2 separate regions of the Mustela lutreola genome follow, and region 2 is linked to region 1. A link is a contact called in public Hi-C data. All regions are on one chromosome and are shown on one strand. Each heading gives the region's core, a stretch centred on a gene start, on an enhancer-like site or on the middle of the called end of the contact. The rest is flanking DNA. Distances are from core to core; before and after follow the strand shown.

The links. A called contact is a pair of places that touch in the nucleus more often than the background predicts.
Region 2: a contact with region 1 is called in a Hi-C map of blood, with 6 times the contacts expected there. The contact joins the promoter of AHCYL1 here to the promoter of EPS8L3 in region 1. A contact is called at or near these places in 2 of 2 Hi-C or Micro-C datasets (blood and an unstated tissue).

The regions. Positions count from the first base shown.
Region 1 is chr10:93,819,569-93,826,350 of mMusLut2.pri, reverse strand. It overlaps EPS8L3 (EPS8 like 3), which reads left to right and starts at 5,020. Exons shown (of 20, transcript XM_059137453.1): 1 at 5,020-5,173.
Region 2 is chr10:93,992,807-93,999,348 of mMusLut2.pri, reverse strand. It overlaps AHCYL1 (adenosylhomocysteinase like 1), which reads right to left and starts at 2,654. Exons shown (of 17, transcript XM_059137987.1): 1 at 2,251-2,654. The coding sequence starts at 2,370.

The DNA of each region.
Region 1 (6,782 bases), core at 3,771-6,270:
TATGTGTGTGTGTGTGTGTATATATATTTCTAATATATATATATATATTTTAGAATTTGTTTATTTGACAGAGAAAGATCACAAGTAGGCAGAGACGCAGGCAAAGAGAGAAGGGGAAGCAGGCTCCCCATGGAGCAGAGAGCCCGATGCTGGGCTTGATCCCAGGACCGTGAGATCATGACCTGAGCCGTAGGCAGTGGCTTAACCCACTGAGCCACCCAGATGCCCCAAGACTATATTTTTAAGTAATCTCTATACCCAGCCTGAGACTCAGACTCGCAACGCGGAGATCAAGAGTGGTACGCTCGACCTACTGAGCCAGCCAAGATTTTCTATATGTCGATTTGTATGACTGTACTGTTTTCTATTTAGAGGTATATGATTCTAGGTTTTGTTGAGATTCAGACCATTTCTTCTGTTTCCACTTATAGGATTTCAATTTATTTGTTTGTTCGTCGGAGGATCTCAGGAAGCAAGCCTCTGTCACTTTGCAGCCTGCCTTTTCCAGCTTATTCTGCATCATGAACTTTCCCCCATACTCCTGAAGGGTCTTTTATAGGCTGTTTTGAGTGGCTGCATTGTGGTCATCCTGAAAGTTGCGTGTGGAAGTGGAGGCAGGAACAGGAGAATATGCTGGAGGGACTGCTGCTTGAGGTCCCCTCCCCAGCACACCCAGGAGGCAAAGCCTGAGCTGGGTCTGGCCAGGCCACTCCCTCGAGATCACGGAGGGCATGCCCCTCCCAGAGGCTGCCCTTACAGGCCCGCTTTCATGAAGGCCTCCTCTGAATCACAGCGCAAAGTCCAGGCCTCCAGGAAGGGCTTTTCCAGACATCACTGAGGGCCTCTCCTTCAGTGTTGTCTGGTCAAGGGGGTACTGGGTGAATCTGGGCCTCTGGGACCACCTCCACACCTCTCCCCGGAGGAGGAAGAGGCCACAGAATACAAGGAAGGGAGGAAGAGCCATGTGTGGGAGTGACCCAGTGGATTTAAGGCTGGAGAGAGATGGAACCAAGTGGAAGCAGGGAGAGGGGCCCTGAGAAACCCCTAGAATGACATCCTGCTGTCAGGGACATTTAGGGAAAGGTAGGAGAAATAAGGCCTGACCATGGGCTTTGGGTTTGGGATTGTGGGAGACGGAGGGACTGAGGGCAACCTAGGCAAGCTAGGGGCTGGGTCTGAGATTCCAACCCTGGTCTCCCAGTCCCTGGAGGGGACAGTTTCCAGGGGCACCTGGGGTCTGGCCTTCTGTCTGGAAATTTCAAAGCTGTGACACTGCACTGACCCCCGAGGATGGACTACATGCCCTCAAGTCACCCCCTCCCCCAGCCTCCCTCTGCTCCAGCCCCCTTGCCTTCCTCTGCCTGAATGGGGAGTGGGGGAGCACAGCAGAGTCCCCCCAGGCTGTGAACCCCTGTTCCACCAGTGACACCAGCCCCTCCATCTACACTTGACCCCATTCTCCCATAGCTTCCTGAAGTCTCCGGTCCTTTGGTATCTCTGTTCTGGCACCAGTAGCTTCTCTCAGCAGCAAGTATGCCATGGTATCTGCCCTCTTAAACACGTCTGGACAAGTTTCCACAGGTCATTCCCTGAGCCCACCATCCCATTCCCAGCAGAGCGTCTTGGCACCACCTACACGAACCCTCTCCAGCCAGCCCTGGTTCCCTATGGCTCCGGGGAACTGCCTTCCTCAGGCCCACCCGTGGCCTCCATGTGCACAAGCACACGGATTCTTCTCTCTCAGCGCTTTTCCCCACCCACTTGTCACCCAAGTGTCCGCTCCTTCCTTCTCCAAATACTCTCCCTTCCTCGCTCCCCTCAGGGCTTACGGGCTGCACCTCGGTCTCCTTGGTGGGTTCTTCTTCACCTTCCAAACCGTAAGGTGGCCCTAAGGTGGCTTGCCAGCCCTCAGCCTGAGGCCACTGCCCTCCATTCACATCTTCTCCCCAAGTGGCCTCCACCCCCTCAGGCTTCTTCGGGATTCCTGTGCAACTGCCAGGGACCCACCACTCTGCTGCCCTGCTTTTGTCCTCTTTCAGTCTCAGTCCTCACTGCCATGAACTTCCCCCCACACGGCTGAACAGTCTTGCCCCACGGTCTTGAATGGCTGCCTCGGGGTCATCCCACCGCACTCAGCTTCTGATTCCAGGTTCCTCCTGCCTTCTCGATGCTTCCACTCCAAATCTGCAGAAGCCTTTCACACCGTAGCCGCCAGGAACAGAACTGAACCTCTTCCCTCCTTCGCAGCTGCTCCTCCTCGTCTGGTCCTCCCCACCTCACCGAGGGTCACCATAACCTGCCTGGTTGTCCACACTCTGACACTCTGTCCACTTCTCCACCACCACAGTGCTCCCCAGACAGTTCACCTACATGCTCACCGGCCTCTGCCTCCTCCCCATGGCTGCAGAGCTGCCCATCAGTCTCCCTGGGCCCACACCTCCACTGCAGCCTATTCTCCTAAAACACAAATCAGACCACACCACTCTTCCACTCAAAAGCCCCCAGCATCTTCCAACTGCCCTTGAAATAAAAGCCAGACTCCCAGCCTGCAGAGCCTGGGGCACTCTGACTACCACCCACCTGGGCCTGCCCTGGTACAGACCACAGTGGCACGCCTCTCCTGGCACCCATTCAGCTCCAGTCTCCCAGCAGCCTTTCCAGCTGCCACATCGTTGTCTCATTGCCTTCCTTCCATGGTATTTCACAGCACAGTCTCCTCTCAAACACTTTACCTCGGCTCGAAGTTCCCCTCCTCGGAGACGTTTTCTCTGATTACAGGCATCCAAAGTATCCTCCCACACCCCTGCCTTCAATCACATCACCCCCGCTGGCTTCCTTCCTGTCACTTATCAGAGCTTTGATTACCTTGTATCTACTCATTTCTTCTACCTCTGGAATGAAAGCTCCAAATGGCAGGCGTGATGTCTCTCGTGGACTCCTCTGCCTGGTTTCTAGAAGCCATTTGCCCCCAGGTGCTGGGCCTGGAGGCAGCAGTGGCAGAGATGGGGTCTGTTTCGAAGCCCCAGGACCTAAGCATCAGTTCCTGGCCATGGCCACGATTCAGGCTCCAGCTCCCTATCTGACATCACCCATGGAGTGGGCTAGCAAGAGCTCTGGCAGGACCCTTCCCGGCTTCTGCTTCCACAAGCCTCAGGCTCTCTGTGACTTTCAGCCACAAGCAGGCCTCTGTCCCCAAATCCCGGAGTCTGTCCTCTCTCTCCGATGGCCCTTCATGCAAGCAGAGTTCCCTGGCACTGAACAGGGCCCACTCTGGAGCTTCTGAGAGGCCCAGGCTGGGGTCACCTGGAAGGGGTACTCCTTGGCCTCTTCAACCTAAAGCCTATGTGCCTGGGTCTATCCCTACCCCCCACTCGGAGGCAGCCTCACTCTAGGCCCTGAGAACCAATGAGTGGCAGGGCCTTCTGGGGAGACAACAGACCAGGGACATCCTTGCTTGGATGCTTGGCTGGGAATTGGTGCCTCCACCGGGCTGGGTACATGGGTGGCGAGGCTGGGTTGTTTAGAGGGAGACACTGAACTCGGGCTGAGTCCCAAGGTGTCTCCTAGCATCTAGCTAGGTGCCCGGCCAATGGGAAGCCCCCCATACAGAGCTGGGGAATGAGTGAGTGAGTGAGTGGATGAGATCCAAAGTCTTCTAGCCTCATAGTTCAAGGAGATGTCCTTTGAGTTCCAGCCAGGATGACTTCACTAAAGAAATACTTTGGTACCTGGAGCTTTCTTTGTGCAAAAGCACCAGTAATGGACCCCACATCCCCGGGGCAGATGGCCTGGCCTCTCTGTCCCTCCTAAGTCCCTTCTTCCCTGGAGCGCTCCCCTCGGTCAGATGTCCTCAGTGCCTGACTCAAAGGCCTGGGGCCAGCTCCACCCAGGCCACAAAGGGCTCCTTTCTGGGGAAGTCCATACTGTTCCCAAGGGCCCCCACCCCCACCCCACAGGGCACTGTGGAGAGCAAGAGCCCAGAGTGCCAGGTGGTGCTCCTTGTCTCTCTGCCCTAAGATTCACGTGTATCTCTGCGGTGGGCCTTTCCCCTTCCCCTGCCCACAGTCCTCTGTGCGAGAGCCTCCTGTCCTTGTACTGACATCAGGGGAGGAGTATGCGAAGGGCAGGCTCATCCTGAGCGGGGCAGAAGCATGGACTTAGCTGGGCACTGGGGCCTGCGCCGAGGGTGGAATGTGGCTACAGCCTTGATGAAGCTGGGGCTGGGACTGGAGGAGGCAAGGTGACAGGCTGTCCTATCCAGGAAGAAGCTGGAGGACCAACAGGCTGAGCCCCAGGGAGGCCTGGAGGGCCAGTTCCCATGAGGCCATGACTAGGGCTGGCCCAGGACGTACCTGAGCCCTGGGCCCCTAATGCTGGGGCCTGATGGACTCTTGCAGGTGGGGAAGGCCCTGGCCAGGATCTAACCCCTGGACTCCAGACCACCCAGAGCAGTGTTGGCTGGACAGGGGGTGAGAAGTGAGTGGAAGAGCAAGGACGGTGAGGGGGCGCTCCTTGCTGGTGGGAGGAGACAGAATAAAGAACAGAATGAGGTAGCACTGCCCGGAGAAGTCTCAGCCCTCCTTATTATACCCCCTGGCGACCCCCACCCCGTCAGCTCTTCCAAGATCCCTGTCCCACTCACGGGCACCACTGAGCATGCGCAATCATGCATGTGGTACCCGCACCCCCACGGGCACGGGTGCCCCAAACCCCAGGGGCCCACCTCTAGCCACCTGTCCCCTGACCACAGAAGCCAGGCCTCCCTGGCCAAGGGGCCCTCTCCTTCTAGCCCCAGCTCTAGTGCCTAAGGCGGACTGGGGCCCTCAGCAGAGGAACCCAAAAGGCAGAGGGAAGAGAAGGCCACACCCAAACACTGGGGGAGAGCAGAGGGGGAGGCTGGGCCCGGGGGGACTCTGGCTAAGCTTGGCACTGCCATAGGTCCCGGCTTCCGCGTGGAGTGGGTGCTGGCCTACGAAGCCACCACACCCACCGGAGTCCAAAGAGCACAGGTGTGGCTGTCTCCTGGCCTCATCCCCATAAGGCCTGCTGGCTCAGCCAGGGCCAGCCGGTCACAAGGCCTCTGTCTGGGGCTGCTGGCAGAGCAGCCGCTGCGCTCCCACCACTGGCTCAAACGGCAGCCCCTTGGGGGGAGACAAACCTCACCCGGACACAGGTAAGGCCTGGCCTTCTGGAGGATGGGGGCGGGGTTTGCCGCTCAGCCGCAGGGGATCCTGGGTTGTGGGAACATGTCCGTGTCTTCCCCACTGAGGTCTCCAGCCCGTTCCCGAATGCTGCCAGGAAGAGCAAGCCCAAGAAAGGCTTGGGACTCGGGCTGGTTAGCTGGCTCGGAAGCAGGGCAGGAGAAATCCGGATTAGAAGCATCTCTGGGGGGGCGCCTGGGTGGCTCAGTGGGTTGGGCCTCTGCCTTTGGCTCGGGTCGTGGTCCCAGGGTCCTGGGATAGAGCCCCGCATCGGGCTCTCTGCTCAGCGGGAGGCCTGCTTCCTCCTCTCTCTCTCTGCCTGCCTCTCTGCCTACTGCCTACTTGTGATCTCTCTCTCTGCCAAGTAAATGAATGGAATCTTTAAAAAAAAAAAAAAAAAAAGAAGAAGAAGAAGAAGCATCTCTGGTCTTCTTCTCCCAGGGTCTGTGATGCAGACACACCTTCCCTGAGCCAAACCCTTAAGTTCAGGGGATACGTGGGGCAACTAGGTGGCCACAGCCCTCCTCCCCCAAGGGGAAAGCAGGCCAAAGTCAGCTGCCTCCCCTCTATTGTCGTCTGCGATTCTGAGCTTCAGACAGTTCCGGGAGACCTGCGCACACGGACCCACATACTAGCACGGGAGGAGGGGAGTAGGGCTGACCAAGGCAGAGCTAATTTTCTCTTCTTTCTCTTCCGGACCTAGAAGCAGGAAGTGTTGCACCCAGGGGTGTAGAGTGGGGAGGAGCAGGCTTCCATCAGCCCTGTCCCCTCCAAGGGGACTCGGTGCTCCCAAACAAGGAAAACAGAGCCAGCCACCTCCTCCACAATCCCTCAGTCGTTTCCTAGCAACTGATTTCCCCATCCCTGAGTCATCTTATCAGAACCTCTGTTATTTTCATAACAGTCCTAATAAACAGGTGTGGGCTGCTCTCTTATACTTTGCCCGGGATATTTCAGGGTTTCTGTACAACCCAGGCACACCATGGAGATGCATGGTGTCCACAGACTTGACACCCTATTCATGATGCATACACACGTCATCCCAGTGACACTTACCCTTGACCCACATGCTCAGTTCACTCCCCCCCCCACCCATGCATGCACACGCACTATACTTACCTCCATTGCTTTTCAACCTGTGTGTATTCTAGACAACCCCTCCCCTCCGCCCCATGTTGGGAAGGCACTGGGGAGACAGCCATGGCAAGACAAGTCTGTCCTCGGCAGGTCACAGCCCTGTGCTGTGACATATCTACAGAGTTATATCTACACAGAGACATATCTACACAGTTAAAGCCTGGAGTGTGCAGCCAGACTGGGCTAGGCTCATTCTCCAGGAAATACTCGCTGGTGACCTCAAGCCTGTTACCCTCTTTGAACCTCAGAGTCCCCATCGGGTAAATGGAACAATAACAGCACCCTCTGGGTGAGGTGGTTTTGAAGACTAAGAGAGTTGATGAGGGTGAAGTCCATAGAACAGTGCGTAGAGCCAAAGAAGTCCATACGATGGGAGTGAAAGTGAAATACGGTATTTATAAGGGGTGCAGCCCCAGGTTCACACACTAACCAGAGTGGCTGTCT
Region 2 (6,542 bases), core at 1,405-3,904, 180 kb before region 1:
ACATTATCCACACATGGCAGAGGTACAAAAGTTACTTAAGTCATAAGGTCCAATTCAGTTCTGAAAAAACGGATCACCTAGAACTTGCTATGTGACCTTGACCAGTCCTCAGTCAACTCATTAACTAAATAAATGCCTTTTATCATCACTAGGGGAAGGGTAATTAGTCATCATAAATCACTTTAATACAAAGTGCTGTGTAAATGCTAAACAAACCTCAGGCAGAGCAGGATTAATAAGAAACACGGGGGTACATTTACCAACAAATGGAAACTTATAATAGGGTCTTCCCACATTCCTGGCAGAGACTGCTCATTTCAGCTAATGCAATGAGTCTTTAAAATCATTAGCATTTGGCTTGACAATAGTATACATGAACAATATTCCTCCTGGAAAAAAAAGAGGAAAAGGAATATTTATTCTTAGTAGATGGTCCTACAGACTTCTCAATTACTAGTTAGCTAGGTGGGCAATTAATATTTAAATACCTACTACACGCTAGGTATAAAGCTAGGCACAGTACATACACGGGTGAACAAGAGTCCCTGCCTTTATGTAGTTTACAATCTACAATACAAACTTTGCCTTACTAATAAGTAGCACTTGCAAGAATACGGTCTTACTAAAATTAAGGCACGTAAGAATAAAGATGCTTAATCCCTGAAGCTATTAGACAAAAGAGGATAGGCTAATGGGGAGAGAAGAGTTCAGGGAATTAGGGTACCAGGACCTTCCTCTAACTCATTGTAGGTATTACCCTTAAGCATTCTTAGAAAGGCTGTGCCTGTGATTCCAAATAGTGCAGATTACAGTTACTGCCCCCAACAAAGCAGTCAACTGAACTGAAAGTGCTAAAAATAAGTTAATCAGACTCCACAGAATCAAAAGATCTTCTACTACCTTTTAAAGGCATTCTACTGGTACATTTCTCAATTTTGTGGGAAAAAAGAGCTACAGCACACAATGGCGACCTGTCTTTTCAATCTTGCGTTTGATTTCTGGAGTGGTAGATTAATCTACTTTAAAAACAAAGTCATCCCTCCCACTATGACAGCTTAACTAAATCAGGTGTAGGAGCCTCAAGGACTGTAACTATTCCTGCAAACCTTGTATGCAGCTTACACAAGCACTGCATCCCATCAAACACTGCAGGCAGAGGCAGCCTTGAAACACTGTCTTTACAGAAGGGAAATATTTATCCAGCTTCTCACTGGTTTCAGAAAGGTCACCTCTCTGCAAAGATTCTCCAGTCTACTGTTAACTGGGTGCCAGGTATGTGGAAAGTCAAGATGCGGTTGACAGCAAATGCTTACAAAGCACTTGGGATCCCAATTCCACCGTTCAGAGAGCTAGTTAGGCTAAAATCTCCAAAGATTGCTATTTAATCTTTCACGACAAGAGAATTGGTAGGGTGTCCTTTGAGCTCATCCCGCAGCACAATAGACTAAACTTGTTCTGTCTCAGTTAAGTGCGGTAAAGAATGAGCAATCCTTCCTTACCACCCACCCCTCCAACCCACCCAAGCTCCTTTCTCAAGGGATGCCTAAGTGATCTATTCACATGACTACGATCAACCTGTATCCAAGACAGGGTCTGCTGTCACCAACCTCCAAACGTTAATATCTTACATATGTCGAAGCAACTGGACGAGCGTAGAAGGTGAAAATCATACTTTCCTTTTCAATCTCTTATTGCCCTCGCTGCTTTCACCTGTATAAAAGAGCTAGCTCCACGTATTTTTTCCTCTTGCCTCCAAGCTAGCACGCAGTTGCTGGATAAACCAGCCACTGCTCCCAAAGATTTTGCCCAAAGCAGCTCTGCCAGACTTACCCACTCACCTGAGGGGTGATTTTCTGTACAGCGCCATCCCCTGGGGCTGGTCACAAGGGTCGACTGAGTTGGCTCACCACGGCCCCCCCCCCCAACCACCCCCCACCCCCGTCTTCGAAAGCCCCTTCATCCAGAAAAAGTCAGCCGCAAATTTAAGGCCCGGCCCTTTCAGATTTCAGAAAGATACCGGAGGGCTAGGGCCAAGGGACAAAGGAAAGTGAGGTCAGGGGCGGCCTTTCCAGCTCGGGATAGGCCTGGGGTCACTCACCCGCCACCCCTCACACCACCTCGGTCGTCCCGGACTACCTCAAACCTGGCCCCTTAAGTCCCGAACTAGCCGAAGCCCGGGCCCTGGGCTAGCTCGCGCCCCTTCCGCGAGGCCCCATCCCAGGCCCCCGCCGCCACCCAGAGCCCCCGCACCTTCTTGGGCGCCTTGGTGACGGTGGCCATGAAGGAGTACTTCTCAGCGTCCTCAATCTCCTTGGCCTGCTTCAGCTCCTCCCCGACCCCGGGCAGCGGCATCGCGTCAGGCATCGACATCCCCCGGCCGGCCCGGCCCGCGGCTGACCCGCCGCCCCCGCCTCTTTCCCTCACCCGCGCCCGCCCGCCCGCGCGGCACCCTCAGACACGCGTTCGCCCACCCTCCCGCAGAGCCCGCGCGGAGCTGCGTCCGATGCTAAGGTGCTGTGGCCAGCGTCTCGTCCGCTCGGCAGTCTAAACCAGCCAGACAGGGACGGCGGCTACAGGATCACCAAGAGCAGCAGCTCCGAGGTCCGACCGGCCCGCGCCGCCACCTCCGCTGCACGCAAACACGCACGCAAACTAAGGGTAGAGGGCGGTGACGCCACGTCAAGTACTGGCAGCTTCGAGTGGGGCGGGGTCAGGGGAAGAGGCGGGGAGAAACGGCGCCCTGCCGTGACGTCGCCACGCTGGAGCGGGCTGCAGAAGCCACGCCTTCTTCTTCCCCGCCTCGCTGGTTCCCAGAGTGAGCTGGATACCTTCCGACGCCAGGTGGCGGCATCAGCCCTGTGAGCGGCGCGTGGTTTCCTCAAGGACGTCTCGGAACTCGGCGTGGGGGAGAAGGGGTTTCTTTGGGCTGTGGAGTTCCCCCACCAAGACCTCAGAGGGCCATAAGGCTGACGTTTGGAAGCAAAAACCGGAGTCCTACGTGACACATTCTACAGCCAGTACCAGGAAATATGCGGGGACCCAGACGATCCATTCACTGCCCCAGACCCTTTGGACCAGCAGCCCCTTCCCCTTGTGCTCACCCCATAAGGGTCAGCAAAACAGACTCACAGCACGCTGGTTTCTGTACAACCTTTTGTGACCTCCACCACCGTCTCCGCTAGGTCTTGCTTGTTTAAAAGACCTTCAGGCCGCAGAGCTAGTGTTATCTGGCCATTGGGATGGGGTTAATGGGTAGGGAGTGCGGAGAAGGAGGGGGAATTGGGGGTGGTAGAGAGAAGTCCTGCCCTGAATGGGTTTCCTGCTCTCCCCCAAGCATGGACTCTGCCAGCTCCCGGTGGCACCTGGGGCATTCTCTTACTGGTCCCTACAATGTGCTCTAGGTTAAGGGCCTGGATAGTAGAGGTATTTGTGATACATTTTATGTTTTGCAAGACAGTCCAGCTGCAGAGGCAAAGCCTATTTGGAACCTAATGCCAGCTGAGGTAGCATGTCCTTTGAGATTTAAAGGACACTGGCTGAGTGCCATGTCCTGTGGAAAGTCCAGTGCCCTTCCCGGGATTTCTGTGAATTACTGAGTCTGTGTGTGGGGTTGGGGGAATGACTTAGATTTTCATGGTTATCTCTGGCTCTAGATTTCTGCCTCATCTGAAGTTTTATTCACTGTTCTGGTGGTGGTGGTTGTTTCTTTAGTTCTGCTGTCAATTCAAATATGGAACGCAGCCCCTTCTTTCAACCCCCACGCCTATTCCAAAACAACGGCAAAAATAATGCTGTAACATGTAGCAGAACTTTTAATGAAGGTTTGTGGGCCACAGGGGAGAGATTACATCACACAGCAAACAATTTAAAATCACATTTCTGAAATGTTCTGCAAAGTTATTTTGGCTATCTTGTCACCTGGGGTTTCTCATGGGCCACACCACCCCACAAAGTTCCCCTAGCCCAGTGCTGTCTAATGTGGCTTTCTCCATTACTCCCTTTCAGTTTTATTTTATTTAAATTCAATTAATTAGCATATAGTGTATTATCCATTTCAGAAGTAGAGATCAATAATTTATCAATCCATATAACACCCAGTGCATGTTACACCATGTGTCCTCCTTAATACCGAGTCACCCAGTTACCCCATCCATTACTCTCTTTCTATCCTTCCACCTCCCTCTCTCTTCCTTGATTGACTCTGAGAAGCCAGATTCCTCTCTACCTTGATGAGTAATTCAGGTCCTCCCAGTACCCTTGTCTCAAATTCCTCATGCCCAACCAAGCCCACCTTCTTATACCCAGAAGCCCATCAGGTCTTTGACAGGCTCAACTCTTTCAAGAAAGAAGCTGTGGTTTGAAATGACATCTTTTCCACTGGTTTGTATTCAAGATTGGGGAGAGTATGAAATACATGCCTCTGGGGCCCTAGAGTCTTAGTCAGAGAAGCCCATGTTCCAACCACCCCACCCCAGGGGGCCGTCTGAATCCGGCTACGAAAGTGCCCGAAAGGCTGCATGCTTCCGCAGGTCCTCATCTTAACTGTTAGAATTCTCTCATCTGCCCACTCTTTCAAGCCCCCAACTTCCCTCTGGCAGTATTCCTTTATCAGAAGGGACAGAGAGCAAGGGGACCAGAATAGCAGATTCGTCTACAAGGGGGCCAGACTGGTACCTTCCTCTTTATCTCTCATCTAGAGCCAGGAGCCTTACTTGCACACCCTGGAGTCTTCGGACCTACAGCCTAAAGTCGCTTGTTTCCTGTGGGTTTGCCCACACTGTTGTCAGAGTCCAGGGATCAGAGGTGCCTGCTCAGAGAACAGAGGCAGAGCCAGTTGGAACAGAGGTGAAAACGCCACATCCCTATAATAGGAAAACATGTGACTTAGGATAGCTTATTAAAACAACAACTACAACAACAAAAACCAAAAACAAAAAAAAACAAAAAAAAAAAGAAAGAAAGAAAAGAAAAGGAAAAAGAAAAACAAAAAAACATAGATGTGTCTGTCCTTTGGATCTGATTTTTAAAACCCATTGTCTGAGAACTTTGTCTCTGCAAGCCCAAACTCTGCCATGGATGTTAGCAATCAGACGGAGACTCTTAGAAATGTAAGATCCTGTCTCTCAGACTCCCCCTGAATCAAAGTAACAGGTTTTCCCTAACCCTTTGCTCACAGAACTGGCCTCCGCTGCTGCTGAAGATGTTGAAGACAGAGCTGTACCTTTGCACCTTGAACCAGGACGGAGACCGGCAGGCCTGACTCTGCCTACCTGAGTGCCTGGCCAAAGGGGAGGCTGGGGAGGCCAACCAAGGGGATCTGGGTGCCTAGACTGTAAGGCAGGAGGGACAGTACTCCCTGCCCTGGAAAAGGCAGCAGGCCTATGTGGTTCATGTCGGGCTGGAGCCCAGGACCTTCCTGGAAATCAGCCTGCTGCTAAGGACATGGTGGGCTGGTATTGTCCCCACCATGTGCAGGCTGGAGCCCGAAGAACTTGCCCAGCCTGGGAGTGTAATGACCTAATATGGGTGAGAACTATGGCACGCCGCCCCTCTCCCTCCTAGGTGGCCCCACTTGGCCCCGCTAAGGGGGTTGCCGCTAATGGATTACAAGAAATGACCTGTCCTCAGTCATCCTACCCCGAAGAGCATAATCTTAACAGATGAGAACAACTACCAGGGGCCCACGTTTGAGGGCGCCCCAAAACAGGTGCCTCTGTTGTGTGTGGTGAATGGAAGATACCAACGAGCCTCAGGGTCAGAAGTGACCCTGTTCTAGAAAGGGGTAGCCTGAGGGTAGAGATGAACTGGGAGATGCCATCACCAGAAATGTGCCTGCCCTGGAGTATCACACCTGGACTTGGTCTTGTTAATCAAATTCACTCTTCTTCCTACCCCCAAACTTACCTTCCACATTCATTCTTTTTTTTTTTTTTTTTTTTTTAATTCATAAAATGTACATCGAATGCTGGAGATGTGCTAGGAGCACCACTAGACATTGGAGCTACAGAGACAAAAGTAGTACTGATCTCTACTGGGGGACAGAGGGTGGGGGATTCAGGGGTGGGGAGAGGGTGGGGAAAAGTTTTGTAAGAGGCAGCGGCTCCTTGAGCAGTCCCTTAGCCTATAAGCAGCTGGGCCTGGTAGGGAAGGGATAGCATGAGAAAAGGCAGGGCAATGAAATAACGTGATGTATTACAGGTACTGTCAATAATGCGGTGCAGGTGGGGCCTGGGGTGCAAAATGGAGCAGAGTGAGAGCGGAAGGTGGAGCCAGATCCTTCAGATCCTGGCAAGCCGTGGGTGGGTGGGTGGTGGTGACATCCACCAGGATGGGGAACATGGGAGGAGAAGCAAATCTGGGCGGAGGGGCTGCTGAGATAAGGAGTCAGCTTCAGACCTGTCTGAGTTTGGTATGTCTGCAGAGGGCACTGTCCCCGAGTCCTGGGAGAGCCTAGGTTGGTGCCTTTCATATCTGCTGGCTTCTAGCCTGCTGGCTTCTAGCAGGGCTGGCACCTCACAGAGCAAGGCTGACCTCCCACTGGA